6 separate regions of the Mus musculus genome follow, and all the other regions are linked to region 2. Evidence: chromatin contacts called from public Hi-C, HiCAR-type, HiChIP or PLAC-seq and promoter capture Hi-C data. All regions are on one chromosome and are shown on one strand. The core of a region is the stretch at or near the end of the contact, and the rest is flanking DNA. Distances in the headings are between cores, read along the strand shown.

What was found. Promoter capture Hi-C pulls out the DNA fragments that hold promoters and counts their contacts. Hi-C and Micro-C count contacts between places; a contact is called where the count stands out from the background. HiCAR-type assays count read pairs that join an accessible place to other places. HiChIP or PLAC-seq counts read pairs in DNA pulled down with a chosen protein or histone mark.
Region 1: a contact with region 2 is called in a Hi-C map of nephron progenitors, with 4 times the contacts expected there. The contact joins the enhancer-like site here to the promoter of Pcdh18 in region 2. A contact is called at or near these places in 8 of 39 promoter capture datasets (cranial neural crest, embryonic stem cells, frontonasal cranial neural crest and 3 more), 22 of 484 Hi-C or Micro-C datasets (adipose-derived mesenchymal stem cells, cardiomyocytes, cerebellar granule neurons and 12 more) and 9 of 115 datasets of contacts at active chromatin or transcription factors (astrocytes, craniofacial prominence, embryonic forebrain and 6 more).
Region 3: a HiCAR-type map of astrocytes shows a contact between it and region 2, with 7 times the contacts expected there. The contact joins the enhancer-like site here to the promoter of Pcdh18 in region 2. A contact is called at or near these places in 10 of 39 promoter capture datasets (the 3T3-L1 cell line, cranial neural crest, embryonic stem cells and 6 more), 4 of 484 Hi-C or Micro-C datasets (adipose-derived mesenchymal stem cells, nephron progenitors and uterus) and 6 of 115 datasets of contacts at active chromatin or transcription factors (the NIH/3T3 cell line, astrocytes, craniofacial prominence and 3 more).
Region 4: a HiCAR-type map of astrocytes shows a contact between it and region 2, with 6 times the contacts expected there. The contact joins the promoter of Noct here to the promoter of Pcdh18 in region 2. A contact is called at or near these places in 2 of 39 promoter capture datasets (cranial neural crest and hippocampal neurons) and 1 of 115 datasets of contacts at active chromatin or transcription factors (astrocytes).
Region 5: a promoter capture Hi-C map of cranial neural crest shows a contact between it and region 2. The contact joins the promoter of Ndufc1 here to the promoter of Pcdh18 in region 2. A contact is called at or near these places in 1 of 39 promoter capture datasets (cranial neural crest) and 1 of 115 datasets of contacts at active chromatin or transcription factors (astrocytes).
Region 6: an H3K4me3 HiChIP or PLAC-seq map of stem cell-derived neural progenitor cells shows a contact between it and region 2, with 6 times the contacts expected there. The contact joins the enhancer-like site here to the promoter of Pcdh18 in region 2. A contact is called at or near these places in 7 of 39 promoter capture datasets (cranial neural crest, embryonic stem cells, frontonasal cranial neural crest and 2 more), 1 of 484 Hi-C or Micro-C datasets (cardiomyocytes) and 2 of 115 datasets of contacts at active chromatin or transcription factors (embryonic limb bud and stem cell-derived neural progenitor cells).

Annotation. Positions count from the first base shown.
Region 1 is chr3:50,904,371-50,908,114 of GRCm38.p6, forward strand. No RefSeq gene overlaps it. Among named protein-coding and RNA genes, the nearest start is that of Gm37548, 17 kb to the left of the region's middle. Within about 2 kb of position 2,116, at least 109 of the 459 cell types and tissues checked have an H3K27ac peak or open chromatin away from gene starts, as enhancers often do. A contact at or near this core is called in cerebellar granule neurons, cerebral cortex, forebrain and 5 more, where this site is marked.
Region 2 is chr3:49,755,447-49,759,268 of GRCm38.p6, forward strand. It overlaps Pcdh18 (protocadherin 18), which reads right to left and starts at 1,870. Exons shown (of 4, transcript NM_130448.3): 1 at 1-1,870. The coding sequence starts at 1,418.
Region 3 is chr3:51,167,489-51,170,932 of GRCm38.p6, forward strand. No RefSeq gene overlaps it. Among named protein-coding and RNA genes, the nearest start is that of Gm35891, 40 kb to the left of the region's middle. Within about 2 kb of position 2,128, at least 6 of the 459 cell types and tissues checked have an H3K27ac peak or open chromatin away from gene starts, as enhancers often do.
Region 4 is chr3:51,222,552-51,226,185 of GRCm38.p6, forward strand. Noct (nocturnin) reads left to right here and starts at 1,896. Exons shown (of 3, transcript NM_009834.2): 1 at 1,896-2,736. The coding sequence starts at 2,553.
Region 5 is chr3:51,406,712-51,410,634 of GRCm38.p6, forward strand. Ndufc1 (NADH:ubiquinone oxidoreductase subunit C1) reads right to left here and starts at 2,244. Exons shown (of 4, transcript NM_025523.1): 1 at 2,153-2,244; 2 at 1,434-1,537; 3 at 625-701. The coding sequence starts at 2,219. The coding sequence ends at 642.
Region 6 is chr3:50,880,638-50,884,139 of GRCm38.p6, forward strand. It overlaps Gm37548 (a long non-coding RNA gene), which reads right to left. Exons shown (of 2, transcript XR_003954473.1): 2 at 2,600-3,502. Among named protein-coding and RNA genes, the nearest start is that of Gm37548, 6.5 kb to the right of the region's middle. Within about 2 kb of position 1,939, at least 48 of the 459 cell types and tissues checked have an H3K27ac peak or open chromatin away from gene starts, as enhancers often do. A contact at or near this core is called in stem cell-derived neural progenitor cells, where this site is marked.

The DNA.
Region 1 (3,744 bases), core at 866-3,365, 1.1 Mb after region 2:
GGAGTCTTTCACTGCCCAATAGAGTATCCATTGGCCATAGATAACTGTTGAACTTCACATTAATTCTAATTAAAAATTCAGCTCCTTAATTGCACTGGCCATGGTTCAGGTGCTAATGGCCACATGTGGTCCCTGCCCCCCCCCCGGTGTTGGACACAGCAGATGATAACCTCTCAGCCATTGCAGGAGGGTCTGCTACACTTCCCACCTCTAATGCATTCCACTCGAATGAGGCTCCCTGGCCCGTAGCTTCAATGGGAGCCTTTCTCAAGGCAAAGGAGAAAGCCTTAAAAAGCTGTGCGATAGAGAAAAGGAATCCACATGGCCCAAGAGACGCAGCCAGGCAGCCCAACCACAGCTTCCAACAGGAGCACGGAGACTCTCCACAGGAACCCTCGAAGAGGGCAGAGATGCCAGCGATTGGAGCATCTCCTGCCAAAACTGACAGCTCCTTTCCCACGGCCTGAGGGTTCACTGGAGAGTTACAAGGAGCAGAGCGAGTCCCTCATAATAATTAAAATGCAGGAAGAGGGTAGTCCTAGCACCCAGGGCCTGGGAAGCCAAGACTGCCAGCATGATTACATAATTGAACTGTCTCACCTTGCCCAGTCAAGTGAGATTCCAAGGAGGGTAATTAATCTTCCCGCTGCCTGTTAGTCCCTGCCCTGCTCAAAGTCAAGTTTCCCAACAAGAAGAGAAGAAAAGGGGAGGAGGAAGGAGCCAGGTAGTAACACCGAGGGGAAACTTTAATCTGGTCTTTGTGAACTCCCAACACAAAGGCAGAATTAACACTGTAATTGTATGCAAACATCAGAGAAACAAAAATGACTCCCCCCACCCCCACCCCCGCAAGAAACTCTGCCTCATGTCACCATGACCCTGCAAACTCAGAAAGAAAACAGTGTTGGAGACTAGAAAGAAAGGCAAGTGAACACCTCCAGCCTCGTGTGGTCTCACGTTAGTCATTAGCCAAAAGCAAATCCCAAGTGGGTGAAGGGCATGGTGATCGGTCACGGCGTGAGGGTTGAAATGGGGCTCGTTCACTGGACAAATATTTACTATGCACCTTCAACACCAGGCACTCACTCACTGTCCGGGAGCATAGGGAAGCCGCCCCTGAGCTGGTGGAGCTTGAGTTTCTCAGCTCAAAGGCTGGATTTGGTCTCAGTGTGACTTAGGGGTCCATTTCAAAGATGCAACTACTCCCCACAGAGCGATGGTTTGACTCCTCTGAAAGTGTCTCCATGGCTACAATCCCTAGAGAAGGGCCAGAACCATGGAAATTAAGAACCTAGTTTTGTACAAAAAGGAAAGGAGTAAGTAACTTTCTAGCCAAACTCCATGGAACTCCACAAAATCACGGGCCACACCGAGGGGCAGCCCACAGAAGGTCTGGGCTCTGCCTTGGAGGAAGCAATGTGGGAGACCTGGTATTTGACAACAACGCAAGAACGGTAAGCTGAGAAAGGCAAGGCAAACAAAAGTGGAAGGTATAATATATATACATATAATCATAATAATCTCACTGCATACCCACCACCACCCCTAAGCATGTATTTATGAACTGACGTGATATGGCCCAGAAAGTCTTAATACTACAATATTAAATCCCGTCCACGGGAGAAGCGAAGACGGCACATTATAACAAAGACAGTTGGGCTCTGCGTTGTTGGTTTTCTGGTGCTTGCTAATGTTCTGGTTTTTAGCTTTGCTCACGTAGATGTTATGTTCCTTTAAAGGGCTCCCTTCCTGCCAGACCGTTTTTTCAACCAAAGTGCAATGCTGCCCCCTCGTGGCTGAATGCCGTGAGCGCGCACGCAGAAACCCAGCCTTCGCAAAGCCGACTCTACCCGGATTTCATTTTGCCATTTTTCCCCGTCTTCCAAAGTGCAACTATTTCATCTTTAAAGATTCACCGCTCGGGGGTATTTTCTGGCTTACACGCTAATCAACACGTTATTTTCTTCTATAACAGGAACCGTGCTCTGGTTACTTAACGAGGGGGAGTTGTGGGTATGTGGCGGCTTTCTCCACTTTGTGCTTTATGAATTAAGTGATCTCCCCAGAGAAGCTCAGAAATCAGGCCTATTCCATGTAACCTTTAGAATCCTGACTGGGATTCTCACTGGGGAGGCGTTCCCAGAGAGCGCCAGCTCAAGGAGATCAATGCCTGACAGACCATCCCACTCCCAGACAAATGTATTTGATTTCAGTTCAACCTTCGATTCTCATACTGAAACCAAAAGCTCTGAAAATAGCAATGCAGGTGAAACACTGAGCTGGGGAAAGGCTCCTTCCCGGGTTGAGCGAAAGAAAACAACACTCCCAGCTTAAAGAACGGCAGCCTGCATGGAAACACTGTGTGGGGCAGGTGGAGAGCTAACAGGGCAGCTCGCTTCGCCACGATCTGGGTCCAGCCACCGACCCGTCCCTGTATTAACAACCTGAGAATATGTGGAAATGCAAAGACGAGGGTCATCCAGAGCTACTGAATGCTAAAATCTGCCTCTAGGTCTTAGAAGTCTGCACTTTGACCAAGGTCCCCCAATGGTTTATAGCACCCAGAACTTTGAAAACCACTGAGTAATATTTAATAAGAGTCTTAACCTCCATTAAGAAGATACTGTTATTCTGAGATTTTTCAAATATCACAAAGCTGCAGAATAACCAGAGTGGGGTGGGGAGGGAGGGAGAGGAGGAGGGGAGAGGGAGAGGGAGAGGGGAAGAGAGAGAGAGAGAGAGAGAGAGAGAGAGAGAGAGAGAGAGAGAGAGAGAGAGAGAGAGAGAGAGAGAGAGAGAGATTACTTTCCTTTGATTTCTATCAAATTAAAAAGATGTTGCCTGACAACCCAAGAGTCCAACCAGTAAACACCGATAACCATCAACAAAAGTCATGATCACCACTTGGCCATGGCTGATGAGAGTTATCAATGGGATCAGCAACCTCAATGATAATACTTTTGAAAGTCCCTAAGTACAAAATATAAACCAGCTCATTCTGTGGTAACATTCGCTGGATCTGAGGGTAGGAGAGCCTACAGATACCTGCAGAGCATTTTTTTTCCTTGAGAGTAAGAGACCTACCAAAGGTAACCAAGATAGAGGACTGAGAAGTAAGAAAGGCAGAGGGAGGGAAAGAGGAAGGGGAAGGGCAGGGGAGATGAAAGGAGACAAGGGGACCAGAAAAGAGAAGGGGGAGGAGAGAGGGAGAGAGGGGGGAGGAGAGAGGGAGAGAGGGGAGGGGAGGGGAGGGGAGGAGAGGAGAGGAGAGTTGAAAAGTTTCACACCCTTTCAGAGGCTGGGGGGATCCCCTGCTTCTCCAGGCTGGGGATCCCAGTAGAAACCTACCCTCCCCGACTTAATAACAGACTACCCTGGAAATCAAAACCTGCCTGGTCATCAAGAAAAACTAAACAACAGCTGCAGGGAAAGGTCTAGAAGCATGCGTGACTCTAGAAGAATGGCTTTTTGTTTTATTCGGGGGACAGGTACTTGAACCATGTCAAGTCTGTTTGTTCTGGAAGAAAACTCGAATATTACAGGGCATCCTTTAGCTTGATATAGAATTTCAATATATCTCTGAAAGTGGGCTCTAAGTCACCAACACCCACAGACAGCAGAGGCCTGGGCTGAGAATTTACCTGGGAGACCGGGGCTCTTGGCGTTTATAGCCTTTCTTACCGCAAAAAGACACAAACTGCAAACTTAATGACAAAATGGTTTTAAAGAGAGGAGGGTTGGTTG
Region 2 (3,822 bases), core at 620-3,119:
ACAAATTCATATCGGCTCCTCTGGAAGCGAGGTGGATTGTCATTTATGTCATTGATTTGAACAGTAAAATGTCTCACTGAGGAGAGGCTTGGTGTTCCCTTGTCCTCAGCAATCACAGTCAAACTATACTCAGATCTCTTTTCTCTATCCAGAGTGGCATTGGTCAAGATCAAGTAGTTATTTTCATATGTCTTCTGAAGTTTAAAATGTCCATGCCCATGAAGCTTACAGATTATTTCCCCATTCAGCCCAGAATCCTTGTCTTGAACCCTGACGATAGCAACGAATGTATCAATGGGATCCCCTTCAAAGACATAAGATACTTCTTCTTTTCCAGGGGACATGAGATTTATGCTAATTTCAGGTTTATTGTCATTGACATCCACAACCTTAATTATAATTTTGCAATGAGCAGGAATGGAATTGGGACCCAAATCTTGGGCTTGAACGTCTATCTCATAGGACTTGGTGATTTCATAATCCACTGGCTTGAAAAGAGTCAAGTGGCCTTTTTCTGAGTCGATCTTAAAAGTCTCTATAATTTTGGGAGACACATGACTGCTGAAAGAATACACAATTCTCCCATTAGCGCCCTCATCTGGATCGGTGGCATTTAGATCAAGGAGCAAGGTTCCAACTGGGGAGTTTTCTAAGAGTTGTATTGTGTAAGAAGGCTGCTCAAAGGCCGGGCTGTTGTCGTTGGAATCCGAAATGCTGATTTTCAGGATGGAGGAGCCAGACCTCTGAGGCACTCCCATGTCGGAGGCGGTGAGCTGAAGCTCGTAGCTAGCCTTCAGCTCCCGATCCAACTCTTTCACCACTATGAGTTCAGCGTACTTGGCCCCGTCTGTCCTGGTTCGCACTTCGATATTAAAATAATCATTAGCAGAGAGCGAGTAGGTGTGGAGGGAATTTTCCCCAACATCTGGGTCGAACGCACTGTCCAGGGGGATACGAGTCCCAACTGCTGCGCTCTCCGATATCTCAATGGGAATGACGGGTCTCGAGAATTGGGGGGAATTGTCATTAATGTCCAGCACGTCCACTTCAATGTGGAACAGCTGCAGATGCTCGGTCGGCAGAGTGAGCACATCAAACTCTATCGAACAGTTCAAGTTTTTTTGGCATAGTTGCTCGCGGTCAATTTTAGCCCCTATGCTGATTTCTCCGGTATTCTCATTTACGACCAGGAGAGGAGAATTCCCCCGTGGCATGGCTCGAAAACGAACAGCAGAAGGATTTGGTAGCTTCAATAAAACATCAGCCACATCTTCTGATAGTCTAGCAATTACCGATCCGACCCTCTGCTCCTCATAAATCCTGTATTTCAGATTCTTAGCCAGGACATCGTGGCTGAAAAACGCCATCAGAAGTGCAAGTGCAAATCTAAAGTGCATTTTAGTATTCATTTGGTGCATTGGTCAGTTGCTAGATTCCCTTCTCAGGGCGAGTTAGAAGAGCCCAGCAATCCCTTCAACTTCCTCCCAGCCACTCAGAGCTCTAAGCCACATCGGGTCTCAGAGTCTTGAAAGCGACTCTTAATCACACAGCAATTAAACAGCTCGCAAACTTCAGTTTTCATACACACCGTTTGGCGACTTCCAGATAGGAGCGTGAAGTCCCTTCCTGGTAGGGGTGGCCGCTGGTCCTCCTGGCTGGGAGCAGCGTGTCACCTCGGCCTGGCTCCCCGCGTGGACTCCGTCCCCATCTATTGCAGGGTGCTGGCGGAGTCTGCAGTCTGTGTTTCCCGGGCGATTCTTGATTTTCCCCCCTTTCCTTTTCTCTGCTCCGCTGCAGACTAAACACCGGTGATTGCTGACTCCAGTCTGAAAATCTCTACAACTTCACTTCAACTCAGACAAAGCTCTTTGCCTGGCGTGTGTTGAATCGCTTCCAGCCAATCAGCGAGCTTCCAAATCCGAAGCTGCTGGAGTCACCGGAGCGAGGGAGGGCGCGCGTGGAGGGTGGGAGCGGGAGGGTGGCGGGCGCGGGTTGGGGACCCGCTAGGGGCGCGGGAGCGCGGCCGGGGGTGGGGTTCAGCCCTCCCGCCCCTCCTCCATCTCCATCCACTTTCTCCAAGCGTGCCGCGACAAAGGGGAGACAAATTACAGCAGGAGAGCGGTGTGGGGGTGGGGAGACCGGGAGGGAAGGAAAAAGAAAGGAAGAAAAAAACTTTAAATCAACTTCTGGTCGCCTGTATTTATATATGGCACATTAAATAGTTCTTGTTTTCTTAATTGATCTTTTCTTCTGCTACAAACATGTAATCATCTTGCTTTTTTCAGGGTTCCTTAACTGCTGGTTTCACTTAAAATACCTCCAAGTGAATTTTGTCGGTGGAGGAATTTAATAAAATGGGGAAACTTGCTTCTAATTATGCACACACCCCCTCCCCCTCGGCGGGTCTTTTCTCCTCCAAGGAGCAGCAAGCCGATTTTCTTGGAGCTCTGTTTTAAAGAACAGCCCAAGTGGAGAGGTTTCATTTTCTGCTTTCTTTCATCTTTACTCTTTGAAGATAAGAAAGGGGCCTATCTTGCACTCCCGATTTCTCTTAATTAGCAAGATTTAAAGGAACACCTCAGAGTTTGGAACTAATTAGCAAAAAAATTCTACCTTATTTCAGCCCTTTCTTTAGCTTGAGCAAAATTGTTCCATATATATATATATATATATATATATATATATAGCCTTGCACTTAAAAAAATCCTATTTATTTTGGGCAAAATTGATAGCTTGGGTAAAATTGGTAGCCTTCGCCTAGCGAATTCTTCCAATAGAGTACTATCTACCCATAGTGAGTTTTCACAATGAGTTCTGAGGAGACATGGACTCAATAGTTTACAAGTCAAATTTTTATAATACATACATTATTTATGAAAACAGTTTCCAGATATGTATTTTAAAAACCCAAAGGTTGTTTACACTGAGAAATAAAATGCCTGAGCTGAAAATTGCATTTTGTGTGCATCAGAGTGCTGGAAATATCTCAGGAGGTTGGTGCTGTATCCAGGTCACGGGGTTGATATGGTATTCTTATTGGGAAATATGATTATTTATGATGCTCCTTCTGCTCTGCGGCTCCTTTTAAGTTTATCACTCTGGCTCCATTCTTGCTCACCCTCCCCACCCCCCCTTTGCATTATCCCTCAGCTGTCTTCAGCTACTTGCAAATTCTGTGCTTCACAGAATCTCCATGTAACTTATTTGACATTTATTTTTCTCCTATTTTGCCCCCCAGAAACACATTTTTTTAAAAAGTAATTTTCTGATTTTTCCACTTTGCTTACTCTCAGCAGAACTCAGCTATAGTCACAGAGAAGGTACTCCCCCAAGAAGAAACCAGAGAAGAGCCCCAATACAAACTCTCCTTCATTCTAAGCATTCAAAAACATTTTATGAGCCATTGTCTCACCCCCATTCCCACCCCCAGAAACCAGTGCTGTGTGTCAAATTGTGCAGACTAGGATGTCTGCTATGAATGTGTTTAGTGCTATGTCACTCTGATGAACACTCTGCCCCCCCAATAACACCATTTTACAAGTTTGCAACCCTTTCAAATTGCTGATCCCCAAACCCTATAGACAAACTCAGAAAACTACCATAAGCAACTGGGACTTTAGAAACTCACAGCCATCTGGCCTATGTCGCTAACAATCTGAGCCAATAATTATGTCAGTTCGGGCTTTAGAGAGCCTCTCTGTAAAAGCCAAAGGAACAAAAAAAGGAGTTAGTGACTATTCAAAATTAGGGAGAGAATTCCAAAGACATCTAAGTCTATCAGTTTGAGGACTTTCATCTGTGAATGTGATAAGCATACTGCCA
Region 3 (3,444 bases), core at 878-3,377, 1.4 Mb after region 2:
GTGCACATGTACTCACATACAGAGAGAGAGAGAGAGGGAGAGAGAGAGAGAGAGAGAGAGAGAGAGAGAGAGAGAGAGAGAGAGAGATACAAAATATTTTTTAAATTAAATTTCAAAACCCAACAGACTGAGAAACTGAAAGAGCAGAAATCTCTTTCCCAGCTCTAGTAAATTGAAGTCCAACATCAAAATGCCAGCTCCCCAGCTTGGAGCCAGCCCCTTCATCCTCCTATGTAAAAGAAAGCAAGTTTGAGTCTGCCTTAGTCAATGTTCTATTGCGGTGAAGACACACCATGACCACGGCGACTCTGATAAAGGAAACCAAGGCTGGCTTACAGTTGGTTAGTCCATTCTTATCATGTCAGGGAACATGGCAGCATGCAAGCAGACATGATGCTGGAGAAGCAGCTGAGAGGTCTACAGCTGGATCTGTGGGCAGCAGGAAGACAGAGAAACAAGAGGCCTGTCTTGATCTTTTGAAATCTCAAAGCCCACCCCCAGTGACACATTTCCTCCAGCAAGGCTACACCTACTCCTGTTGGTGTGTTCCCCAACAAGGCCACACCTCCTAATCATTCTAACTGGTGCCATTCCCTGATGACTAAGCATCCAATTATATGACTCTAAGGGAAGCCATTCTTATTCACCCCCCTGCCCCCCAAAGGCTTATAGTCTTATCATAATGCAAAACTGAGTTCAGTCCAACTTGCAAAGTCCCAATCGTCTATCATCGTCTCAACATTATTTAAAAGTCCAAAGTCTCTTCTGAGCAGGTGGCTACCTTCATACTCAGAGAGGAAAATCCTTATTCACATCTAGCATCCCTTCCTCACTTTAGAATAGCAGCAGCAAATAGCAGTTGTGTGTCTCCAGGTGATGGAAGCGCGTGCCTTTAATCCCGGCCCAGGAGGCAAAAGCAGGTGGATCTCTGAGGTCGAGGCCAGCCTGGTCCACAGAGCAAGTTCCGGGACAGCCAGGTTTGTTTTAGAAAAAAAGAAAACTGGATAATGGCCTATGGAGGGCTGGACATGATGCCCATAATACAGGTCAGGAAGACCATGAGTCTAAGACGAGTCTAGGCCACATAATGGATTCAAGAGCAGCCTGGGTCTAGTGAGTTCCAAGCCAATGTGGGCTACTGAGTAAATCCCTGATTCAAAGACTCCAAAAGAGGGGTACTAAGAGGACCAGCTGAGCTGGATTAGGGTGCCATTCCTGGGCCTTCATCTAACCTTAATTACCCCCTAAATGGCCTATTTAGGGATGAAGGCATAGCTAGAGATTAAGCCTATAGAGTCTCAATTTTTCTATCATGGTACACTCAAGCCTGAGCCTGTTGTTAAATACTATCACCGTGGCAGCCAGGCAGTGTTGGCCCACACTGTGAATCCCAGCACTCAGGAGACAGAGGCAGGCATCTTTGTGAGTCCAAGGCAGCCATAGCTACATAGAGAAACTCTATCTCAGGAAAAAAAGGCGGGGAGGGGGCAGTAAACTTTGTGGACTGGAGAGATGTCTCGGTAATTAAAAGCACTGTCTGCTTTCAATCCAGAGGACCAAGGTTCAATTCCCAGCAACCACATGGAAGCTGACAACTGTCTGTAACTCCACTTCCAGGGATCTGACGCCCTCACACCTATTCACATAAATCATTTTTTAAAAAAATGCTGTTGCATTGGCAGTTAGAGCTTCAACGCACAGGTTTTGAGAGACAGTTCAATCCCTAACAGTGACACGCCTTCACGGGATACAATGACATCACCAGGCGGCAAGACACGGTGAGCACAGGGGGCCCTTCTCATTTTCCTGTTTCCTGTCATACCCGCTATCGCTGGAGGCTTTTATCCCGAGTACGTTGGCAGGGCCTGCATATGCATGTGTATCTGTGTGTGGTACAAGCTCCGAGGCCTTGTAACAGAGATGATGTATCCCCACTGAAGAGAAATGACAGTCCGAATGAGGAGAAGAAGCCAATTTGTCACTTAATGCAGAGCCTGATTGTGCTGCAGCAGGAGCCTCACACCGAGATTGATTACAAACAAGATGACATTTCCCTGCGGGCCGCCTCACGCATTATTATAAATAAATACCACTCGCTTTAGCATCTGCATGGCCATCGATCGAGAACACATTCTTCTGTGCCTTGGGTTCACAGTAAATATCCCGGGGACCACGACGGCCTTTCTTCAATGTGTAAAAGCAGCGTGGCCTCACATGGGACAGTTTCATAAAGTGGGGACTGTCACACAGTCCATGAGAAAAGAAAGCACACACGGAGGCGAACTGACCCTAGGAGTTCATTTCCGAGAAAACTTAGCCTTAAACTGTGGTGGGGCTTTGTTCCAAAGGCTTCGGCAGCTGGACAAAGGCGCGGAAACCTGTGAGCCCAACACTCCAGACGATCCCGGACTCCACAGTGAGACCTTGCCTCTAAGGAGAAGAAGAAGAACACACAGTCTATAGCCCCTCAACAGCTGTTTGGGGGTTGTTTGGAAGTTTGCTTTTTTTAATCATTTTTTTGTGTGCGTGTTTCACATCAGCCCAAGAGAATCAGTTGTGATCTGGGAGTCTTTCCTGAAAAAAAATCACAGTGGAATTTTCGAGATGGAAATAAATCTGTTAAATTTCGAATATCTCTTTTGCCCTTGCCCTGACTGCTCCAAATCTGTCATCTTATGAGTTTCAAATAAATAAGTTATTTTAACCAGCAAAATATAGAGTGACTGTTTTCTATTTATTTCTTTACGCTTTGCTTCGGTGCAAGGGTGAATTTGATCTGCCTGCGGAAATTTTTTTTTTTTCATTTCAGTATCTCTCCACTCATTTTCTATATTCCCCTCCACCTCCTTTTGAAGCTTTTCTATCTGCTCCATCTTTCCCTCCTACATAAACCACGAGTTTGGCATGTTTCTGGCGTGACGTGAGTGCCCCCTGCTGTCAACGATGGTGAACAGCTCCGCAACCAGGCAGGTTCAGACCAATACCGCAGATGGAGAAAAAAACACTACATCCCTGGGCAAACACTGGTAGGATTGTTAAAATGAATAATTTATTAAATCGCGATTGTTTATTGACATCCCTTTCATTATTTACTTCTCAGTTATTAAACATACTCGTGGAGTGCCTGGGTGTTAGCCCTTGGCCCACTCCAACGCTTTTTCCCAGGCAGGGATGGAGCCAGCCCCGTGATTCTCTCTATCCAAGACATTTTCGATCTCTTTTGTCAGGTCGGGGTCAAACTACAGTTGTTCCATGATGACTTTATCAATTCTCAGCTGATAGACTCTAAATGAAAAACTGCCCGCTGCTGCCTCGCCGCCACTTAAGAAGGGGGTTATCTGGGTAATATTCTGTCAATCAGGCAGGGTCTGCGACAGACACCGGGAGTCAAGTGAAATAGGAGGAGAAGATGATTTCAATGTTTTTATTAGTCATTGTCCCCCA
Region 4 (3,634 bases), core at 646-3,145, 1.5 Mb after region 2:
TGGTAGGCAGCCAATAGCAGTGGCAATTGCCTGTAGTGTTTTAATGGCTTCAGGAGCTACTATATGTACAGTAGCCCATAGCTGGCACTGGGCGCTCTAATAGCCTATGGCTTGGGTGGGGAACAGCTTTATCTACCCAGGAAACTTCCACTCAAGCTACTTTTTTTAAAGATTTATTTATTATTATATCTAAGTACACTGTAGCTGTCTTCAGACACACCAGTAAAGGGCATCAGATCTCATTACGGATGGTTGTGAGCCACCATGTGGTTGCTGGGATTTGAACTCAGGACCTTCGGAAGAGCAGTCGGTGCTCTTAACCACTGAGCCATCTCTCCAGCCCTCAAACTACTTTTAAACTTGTTAATTAATTCGCTCATGGAGTATCTAATTTCCTTAAGGCTGTCTCATTCATTACAAGTTCTGGTTGACCCTCTCTGCTCCCTCTGCTGTGCTTTCTTGGCTACTGACAAACTGCTTACAGGAGTAAGAAAGGGAAGGGGGGGGAGAAAATGTGGTGTGTGGTGGGGGTTGGGGGAGGGAGGGAGTCAGCATCCATAGATCCATTACCTAAACTGTAAACCAACTGCTGTATTTTGTTCTATCTGCAAAGCACTTGCTACCTTCTTATGACCCTTTGCCTTGCCTAATGACTCATGGGCGATTGATTGCTGTACAGATAAGAAAACTGAGCCTCAGACGCTAATAATGACCAGCTAAGGAGTTCCTGGCCCCGATGCTGTCATCGGCTTGTCAGCTGATTCATCCGTATCCTGTGGGTGTTAGATGTTTTAGGCCAGGTCTGGAAAGCATTTTGAATCCTTGGTGACGATACTCATTCAAAGTTTCTTTTCCATTCCCGGTTAGGGTTAGTCACTCCTTACACAACCTACCTGAGGTATTTCTTCAACTCATTCTCTCCTGCTTCCCTCTCCGCCTCCCCCCACCCCTTCCCTCTCCATACCCCCTTAGGTGAGAATGTGAGTCTTGGGCCTCTCAAGTGCTGTGTAAGTGCTCCACCACTGAGCAACATCTCCAGCATTTTCCTGGAACATATGGCATCCGATTAAAACACAGCTCTGACCATATCCTAGCATCCCTGCAACAGAGCTGACAAAAATAAGGGTTTTCTCAAGAGAATGTGGGTGTGTGCATCTGACTCTCAGACTATTGAAACAATGGACCCCCCAAGAAATGGGAATTTCCTTCAGGAAACTCCTGCTGGGAAAAGGAAAAGGCCTTTGCTTGAGGGGGAATTCTTTCAGGAAGCGGGAATTCACACAGTTCTATCTAGTCAGATCGCTTTGACCCGGACTGCTGAGATGTGCATACCCCTGGCCTTCTATTTGAACTTTAATCTCATTTTGGGATCCCAGAGAGAGGTTAACTCTTCGTCCTTCTACCCCATGTGGGCATATTAAGTACATCTCCTTTTTTCAGTTTTGTTCGTTTGTATTCTTGTTGTTGTTTTGAGGGTTTTGTTTGTTTGGTGTTTTTCTGTTTCTTTGTTTTTATTTTGAGACAGAGCTTCACTGTGTAGCTCTGGCCGGCCGGATCTCTCCAGACCATGTTGAAGATCCGGGCCCCTGCCCCAGTGCTGAGATTAAAGGCGGTCGCCCTCACCGCCGCACCTGCTTTCCACTTTCAATTTGGCTTTTTCAGTGGTTTATTGGATGGATAATGCTTTAAATTCGGTAACAGTCCAAATTACGTCTGGCCCATCCCAAGCAGTTGTTTTGGGTTGGGGGGGGTTGTTTTGTTTTGTTTCCCCCCCCCCTCCCCAATTCCCTTAGCCTTCATTTTCCATAACTACAGTGCTGTCTCCCAGGTGTGACTTCCAGCCCTCCAATCAGGGCCCAGCTAGCTCCAAGGCCAATTCCACCAGACCTTCTGGCAGGACTGACGCTCAACGCCCTGCAGTCCGTTTCCGCCTCTCGTGCCTGAGGGGCGGATGCTTGTCGCAGCCGCCACACAAGTAGCCAGCGCGTCCTGGTGCCTAATCTCCTTCAGCACCGCGGAGCGTGGAGCCCACAGCTCGGGGAGGACGTTCTCCCAGACACGCGCTCGCACACACTCAGCGCTGGCACCAACCCGGGATTCCCAGCCTGTGGACGCTCCCATTGCAGCCGGCGGGAGGGGACAGAGGCTCCCGGAACGCCTCTCTAACGAATCCCCGCGGTGTCAGCCAGCCCCCAGCCTCCGCCCCGTGGGAGATCTACAGTCGCTGTCACTGATCCAGACGGTCCATTCTCGGCCGGAGCTGTCCGGGTCTGACTGCGCCCTGGTCGTGCGCGCGGATCCCCCCCTCTGCAGCCACCGCGTGGTAGCGCCCGCTCCGCCGCCGCTCGCCGGTTGCTCCCCGGCGCTAGCTCCCTCGCCTCAGTGAGCCGCCGCTGCTGCCGCCGCCGCGTCTGCCTCCCGGCACAGCTCGCCCGGTCGGCGCCGAGGGACGAGGAGGAAGGAACACCCCGCAGCGCAGCGGTCCCGCGCCACCCCCACCCCACCGTCGCCCGCCCAGCTCGGCCCGGCTCGTCAGCGCGGCGGCGCCCGGCATGTATCAGAGCCCGCGGCGGCTCTGCTCGGCCCTGCTGCTCAGGGACGCCCCCGGCCTGCGCCGCACACTCGTGCCCGGCCCGCGCCGAACGCTCGCCCCGCCGGTGCTCGGATCTCGGCCCAAGTCCCCGCAACTGCAGGCGGCGGCGGCCTCGGGCGCCGCGAGGTCGCGTCCCCGAACAGGTGAGCGGGAGCGCGGAATGAATGGGCGCCGCGGGCTGGTCCCCTGCGTTCACCCCGGCGTCGCGTCGGGAGGGAGGGAACGCCGCTCAGGGGGCCTCGCTTTCCGCGTTCGTGTCTGATCCCCCTGAATCCCCGGTGGCCACAGTGACCCCAGTCGCTAACGTTTTGCTTTACCCCTCACCCCCACCCCCCGATGCAGGGCGGTAACGCTTTGGTTGCAGACGGCTTGTGGACATCCTCATGAAGGGGAAAAAATATCTAAAAATGGCATGATCTTGGGTTTGCAGGGCCTACAGGCTCTGAATCTTCTCAAAGCCCTGGTAGTAATAGCACATGTTAACTCGTTACGCTCATTAATTTATTTATGTTTTGGAAGGGGGGGAGTCTTCCACTTCGTCTTAAATCCCTGGTAAATCAACCTTTCATGAAGTCAGTTCTGTACATCATCTTGTGTTTTTTAAGTGTCTCCTTTCTGCCTAAAAGCAGATTGCGACGGTCACAAACTACATATAAATCAAGTATGGCTTTTAAATGAGTAGTTTCTCCCTCAAATCTAGCAATTACTTAATGTAGGCGCTCCTTCAGAACCAGCAATTATTCCATAGTACTTTTCTAGAAAGTGTAATTTGGTTGTTACCTCAAATTAGGTTATTGCCGTCTAACATTCGGATGCAGTAACCATCCTTATTTTACTAGAGTACATTTTGAGAGAGTATTGGTTGAATTTAAGGACAGAGTGTACATTAGAACGTATAGGTTCCCTGTGGTTGTCTTTTGTTGCCTTTTTTTCCCCCCAAGACATGGCCATGGCTGTCCTAGACCTTGTCTATGTAGACCAGGCTGGGTTCGAATTTATAGAGATCCACCCGCCTCAGCCTACCGGATGCTGGGATTAAAG
Region 5 (3,923 bases), core at 994-3,493, 1.7 Mb after region 2:
TGGGCATTCAGGACAGTTTGAGAACGTGAACATTAATACAGAAGAAAGTCACGTTCAAGTATAAGAACAGCAAACAGACATTAGGAAGCACACGCAAATGATGCCAGCTTGTCCCAAGTGCTATGAAACAAAGCGTAAAGTACCAGTGAAGAAGATGTGACTCAATGTGGTGTGGTTACTGTTGATTTCCCTGCTGTCTTTGTTTGGGACTGGGTCTTGATGTGCAGACCAGGCTAGCCTCAGATTCAGCATCTCCTTGCCACAGTTTCTGCAGTACTCGCATTACAGGTTTGCATGGCCTCATCCAGTACTGGTGTCACCCTGCAGGCACACTCCTTAAATCTCAGCACTTCGGAGGCAGAGGCAGGTGGATCCTAGTCTATATAATGCGTTCAAGGCTATGCAGTGAGACTCAGTCTCTCTTTTGATGCAGGGTCTCTTTACTTAGCCCTGGATGTCCTAGAACTCACTACTTAAACCAGGATGGCCTCAGAGAGACCTGCCTCCCTCTAGCCCTCTAGTGCTAGAACTAAAAAAGGCATGTGTCCTTGGAGTGGGACCCTGCCTCATTCACAAACACACAGATAAACTTCCATAATCTATGTCCTCTATAACTGTACTTACTGTATTATTTCCAAAGTTTATTCCAATCCATTTCTTCTTTTATACTCCAAAACATCTTCATTGTGTGTTTGGATGAGCTACAAGATAATGGTTAAAATTAGAAATGTGAGCTTCCAGCAGCTTAAAGACCAAGAAACCAAGTAGAGATCCTTATGTTTCATGAGAGAAATTGGGTGGATTAAAACAACTAAAAAGGTAAGAAATTCAAATTCAAAAATTATTAGTGGAATAATTTGTTGGCCACAGCCTGACATTAAATTTGAGAATGATACAGTGGAAAGCATATGGAATTATAAGAAGTGACACTCTAGCTGTTGAGTGTGTTGTAGGCTGGCTGATAAGTATATGCTATACTTTTGTGTACCTCTGTGTGTGTGTGTGTGTGTGTGTGTGTGTGTGTATGCAATGTCTAAATACAGTATGCTGTCCTTCCAACCTTAGAAGCCTCACACTGTGATTAAATGACCAACCCTCACCTCTGTGTATGTTAATTAGAAGTCAGAGAGCAGCTACTTTCTTAGAACCACAGTCTGACAGACTGTGTAACTAGAACAATGACTAATGCAATGATAAGATTCTTGGGAATCAAAGACCTAATTTCAATCCTTAATGATCTCCGCAGCAATTAAGCCTTCCATCAGGAAAAACTTTCAAAAATGTAGATGAACTTGGAGCCGCAGAGATGGCTTGGCAGTTAAGAGCATGTACTGCTTGCAAAGGACCCAAGTTTGGTCCCCAGGACCAACAACAAGCAGCTCAGAAATGTCTGTAACTTCAGCTCCAGGGGACTCGGTGAGTACGGTACTCACATAAATCCACATGAAAACCGAGGCGCCCACGGACAGTCCAACTGCCAACCAGTTAGGTTTGGCATTGACTGGCTCCCGGACATAGAACTTCGACCGTGTTGAAGCTGAAAAAGGAAAGAGAATATGTGTTTTATTGATGTCTGCGAGGAATATCTAACATATACTAGTGATGTAATTTTTGAGATAGAGGTTCTTGTAGTGCGGGCTGGCCCTGAATTCCTGATTGCCTGTCTCCACTTCCACCGGGCTGGGATTCCAGGCGCGCTCCACTACGGCTTTGTTGTCATTTGTCCTCTATCTGTTCGTCCCCAATTTAAAGAGTCAAGGAAACATAGTTCAAAGAACCTAAGTAATTTGTTCGGGGACACCAGCAGAGACAGAAGGTCGTCCTTGGTACTCAGGGCGCCTTCAAAGCTTGGGTTAAAGCCTCGTCGGCCCTCATAGGCTCTGGAGTGGGAGGTTGGGAGGCAGCCCCGGAAGGGTCTCCCAGACATTGAAAAGCCTGGGACAAAAAGACTCAAAATCCATTCGCAGAGGTCAGGGTTTAGCCTGGAGGAAAGCTGACGGCTAATGATGAGTGGAGAACCCGGCTCGCGGCCAGTGAAGGTCACTGCAGGTCGGCCTGGACCGCGACCTCCTCCTCCTCCGGAGATTCCAGGGTGGCTCGTGTTGGATGAGGGCTAGGCTGAGGGCCGAATGGGCTCTGAAAAGACACTCACAGCAGCTCGGCAGCCGGGCGGGGGCCAGCAGCCGCGAAAACGAGCGCAGCACTACGGACGGCGCCATCTTGTTCCGCAGGCTCCGCCTCTTCTCGGGTTGCTCGTTTGGCCGAGCTGGCACCGCCTTCTCCCTGCGCGCGCATCTCCGGTTGGTGGCGCAGAGCGCAGCGCCCCCTGGCAGCAGAACTGGGACTCGCAGGTGGGCCAGACTCCTACCTTCATTCAGTACAAGGTTCCCAAGAACCCGGACTTAGTGGGCTGTGAATAAAACAAAGGGTACGAAGAGGGTTGGGGCTGGGAAAGCAGTTTGTCCATCTCCAGGGTGCTGGTCAGGTTTACTACAGAGTTCGTTTGTCAGCCAAAAACTCGTGTGCTTTACACGAGTCATTACAGTGACTGTAGGATGTGCTGTGATTATTAGCATCTACTAAGAGATGTGCTCAAAGATAAACTTGTTGACGAAGGGAACTTTGTATTTGCAAAGGCTCTTAACAGTTCCTAAAATCCACTTATACTCAAAATCACATTGATTCCTCTCAGTCCTATGAGGTAGGTTCTGTTATTCATCGGGGTGGAATCCTACATCGCCGTCAAGTGCCTTACCACTGAGCTACATAGCCCCACATAGTTTTTTTTTTTTTGTTTTTGTTTTTTTTTTTAACTTTTTGAGAAAGGGTCTCGCTAAGGTTCCCATGCACTTGATCTTCCTGCCTCCTGAGGAGCTGGGATTATAGACCTTTGTCACCAGGCCCTGATAAAATTCTTATATATGGAGGCTGGAGAGATGGCTAAGCAATTAATAGCACTGCTTAGCCATCCAGAGGTCCTGAGTTCAATTTCCAGCAACCACATGGTGGCTCACAACCCTCTGTAATGGGATCCCATGCCCTCTTCTGGTGTATTTGAAGACAGTGACAGTGTACTTACATAAAACAAATAAGTAAATCTTTAAAAAAAATTTTTATAGATGTTAGATGACAGTGATCTGACTGGTTCAGATGGCAGAGGCATCCAGTGTGTGGTCCTCAGAACTCTAGATCTAGAGTCCATTAGCTCACTTAACAATGGGATTGGCTATAATGCCAGGAGCCTATATAGAACAAGATTCAAACGGTCATGTCTCTGTACCATTTGGGTATACTACATTTCAACAATATATTCTTTAGTTGTTACTTAATCTCTACTATAGTTGTCTATTGATAACGTAAAACTTATCCTTGTAGGATAGTTGGGAAGTTTAGGTGTTATCTGAAAGTACTAAATGCCCAGTTTGCCTATTCAAGACACTGTTTTCTTTTTAAATAATTTATTTTTATTTTAAGAACATTGCTGTTTTGACTGTATGTATCTCTGCATGAGAGTGTCAGATTCCCTGGAACAGGCGTTCCAGGCAGTTGTGAGCTGCCATATGGGTGCTGGGAGTGGAATCTGGGTCTTCTGGAAGAGCAGCTGGTGCTTCTAACCACTGAGCTATCTCTCCAGCCTCAAGTCACTATTCTTTAAAATATAAAAAACCAAAACTGTTGGGCTGGAGAGATGGCACATCGGTGCTCTGACTGCACTCTTCCAGAGGTCCTGAGTTCAATTCCCAGCAACCACATGGTGGCTCGCAACTATCTGTAATGGGATCTGATGCCCTCTTCTTGTGTGGGTCTGAAGACAGCTACAGGATACTCATATAAATAAATACATACTTTTCTAAAAAGCTGGTTTTTATGCGTAGGCTTACATCGTGGTATGTGCATGTGTGCAGGTGCCTGGAAGGTCAGCA
Region 6 (3,502 bases), core at 689-3,188, 1.1 Mb after region 2:
GAGCAGGCTGAAGATGTGGTTATTGCCTGTCCTCTCTTGTGATCTGGAAAGGGCTTAGTCTTGGTCATTACCAATGCCTTACTTAAATTCGGTGCCTCTTCATGTAACCCCCAGTACCTGTCTTTCACATTTCCACGTACAGTCTAAGAAGTCCTCTCGTACCACCTCCTTCCTGGAAACTTCTCCTCCAGATGAGACCCACCTTTATGATTCTCATGACATGTTTATGGCTAAGTCTGGTCCCTCTCCACAGCTAAATTCCAAACATCGTGTAATATTCTTGAACTCGGAGGCATTATCCTCTCTTCTTATGACCCAGAGCTGCCTAGAGTTGATTGGCACTGTGTCAGGACAGACAATAAGGGATTAGGACAGGTGTGATTGTTTGGAGTGGTAGAACGAGAGAAGCCTGGCCTAGGTCCTAGCATTATCTGGATAGACAGATTCACAGCTCTGGGGGGGGGGGGGTTGGGGTAACAATCTGGAACCTTCCACATGATCCTGCGGTGTCATTTCCACATGAACCACAAGTTTAATAAGAGGAAATCACCGAGATTCCAAAATGCCACCCCAAATGACTTCTGCTGTTGCTGTTGTTTTGTTTGCTGGTTGACAATTTTGTTTTGTTTTTTCATGAATTAACCAAGCTTTGTCATGTCTAATATGCAAAACAAAAACAAACAAACAAGCAGAAACCACGCCTCTTGTCTGCTCGCTATAGGAGCTGTCCCATTTCGGTTATAGAAAGGCCACTGCTGCTGCTGCGGGTACACTTGCTGAATCTCTTTCCTCTGTTAAGGAACCATGCCTGGAACACAGGGTATCATATTCTGAACAAGTTCCACGTCCTTCCTGCCTCCAGGAAACCTCACAGTTGGAGCCTTGTCCTCCCTGGTGAGAGGTCATAGAAATGCTCTCCATTAATTATGGATGAAGATTCCCAGTGAGAGGTGAGCCAATAGCCAGACACAGAGACACTGTCCCAGACCCCAACCCTCTAGGGAGCAGAGACACTGAGGGAGACACTTATGACTGTCCTCCATTTTCTACCCAGTCACACACCCCACAGGGGGTGTGAATAAGGGAAAAGAAAGATCAAAGAGCAAAAGCTAACACCACAGGAGAAGGCAGAGAGAGTGGAAACATGGATAAAAGAGAGGGGAGGGCAAAGGAGAATGAAGGAGCTGAGAAGCAGGGGGCAGGCGGGAGGAGACAGAGTAGCAGAGATGGGGACCTTAATGAGGTGGCTGGGCCTCCGGTTCCTTTTCTCTCCTTGATATTTAACCGCCTTCCTAACTGAAGTGGGTGGGGCGGTGCTGGGGTAAGCCAGCTGCTGCCGTGCCACTGCCTCTGGACCGCTGGGTTCTGGTCTTCCTGGACCCTCACTGTGCCCTACACTGAAGTGTGGGAATGCCTCTGAAGTGTGGGGAACTTGAAAGTATCCACTGGTAGACAGCTCAGCTCTTCCAACAAAATCCATTTCCGTCAAATTATCACTAGTGGCAGTGATAGAAAAATTAATGATTTCTTGAAGGGACTATTGTATTTAAATATTTCAAGCCTGTTGGTGTGATGTGTGTCAGCGAGAGAGAAACATATTGACTGGGAGCCACAGCTAATGCTGGCTTTTATAAATATCCTGTCAGATAAATAATGGCTCTCAATGGATCCGGTATGATGTACGGTTCTAAAGCAAGCAGGGTTTTGCCAAGAGGCTCAAAGGAGACTGCCATGACAATGGCATAAGCTGAATAATGGGATTTTTTTTCGTTTATCTTCTGTACCAGAGAAAGAAGCGGTAGAGAGGTTTGCTCGGTGGGCACCAAGGACAGAGTAGATTGATTCTTCAGATTTCACAAAGGATCCAAACTTCTGAGGCTTCTACTGAAAGCCTCCCGCATACCAAACAGCAATCCCTATTTGCATTTGAATCCGTCCATCCAGCAGGCTGGCCAAACCCAGGCACCCCAGGATTACCCTGCTGCCACAGGGAACAGCTCCTCTTGGCTCACAGGAGAAAAATCAAGAGCCTACAAGTGCCAATCGGGATCAATCACTGTCTGAGCAGTGTAGACTATCCAACCTTATATTCTATCATCCCCCTCCCTCCCCTAACTGTCCCTTCATGTCACAGGGAATGGAAACCTGATTAGGAAAAGTGAACGCTCTCAGTTTGCTTCCTATGAAGAAGAACCAGTATTAACTGAAGGGAGGGATGAAGGAGAGGTTTAAATTGCTAAGTAGATACTGTTCTCTGTGGATTCTGTGTGTTCTTCTCCATGGATCCCAATATCCACAGACAGATGAAGACTGTCAATAAACACTGGCATGGCCACGATTCATCCTCAAAACACGTTAGCTGCCAAGAAGTTGCAGAGTTCCAAATTCCCAAGCACCTGATTCAAAAGGAGACAGTTAAATTGGACTCTTCCAACCTACTCCGGTTTAACACTACCTTCTCCTAAGGCAATTAAGACTCTCTGTGCTCAAGCAGATAAACAGAGTTGAAAATTAATTAGAACGTGAAAAAGATGAGGATATGAGGATGAGCTAAGGGGGGAAAAACAAACCATGTTGATCAGCAATAATTCAAAAGAAGTCATCTTAACTGAAGTCAATTTATTAATAGGTTAACGTGACATAGAACTCTCAAAAATACAAGTTCAGGGATAGCAATATAGCTCAGTGATCGAGGTACTACCAGATATGTAAATACCTTGGCCACCAACACTATATATATGTGTGTGTGTATACATATATATGTGTATGTGTTTGTGTGTATATGTGTGTGTGTGTATATACACAAGAGCAGATACACACACACACATGTATGTATAATGTTTAAATCAAACTTGTTCTTATATAACCACTATCCTACCTGTCCTTAGACACATGAGGCCCCTACATGTTCCTGCTAGGACTCCATCTGGGATAAAGTGTAGGGAAAAGAAATTACAACTCATCTGCATGGTTCTTCGGTTTTTGCTTGGATGAGAATGGAGACACATTTTTCCCACCTCCCCAAACACCATGGCTATTTGTTTACACAGTAACTTTAGCTTTGTCACATAACTATAAATAAATATTACTTAATGACAGGGCACATTCTAAGAGACAATTCATCATCCAATGATATTGTTGCAGTATAAGTATTCAGAGGATATTGACACAAACTACACATATTCAAATGGTAGAACCTATGATACACCTGAACTATATGGAATATACAGTCTGCCATTGATCAAACCATCATTTCAGTGCTCCAGTATGTTTATATGTACGCCACTGTCTATAAGTGGACTCTGTTAAAAATCAAGCCTTCCAGAGACACAGAAAGCCACACCATATCTTGTGCCAAGTAGAGTCACACTGGGGACCTGACGACTTGACTTTTCTATCACATAAATGCTTTATCAGGATAAAGCTTGGCTCTCTATCATAGGAAACAATGACAGCCTCCAAAGAAAAACATGATAGATGTGTAACCTCCCTTGGTCTCATA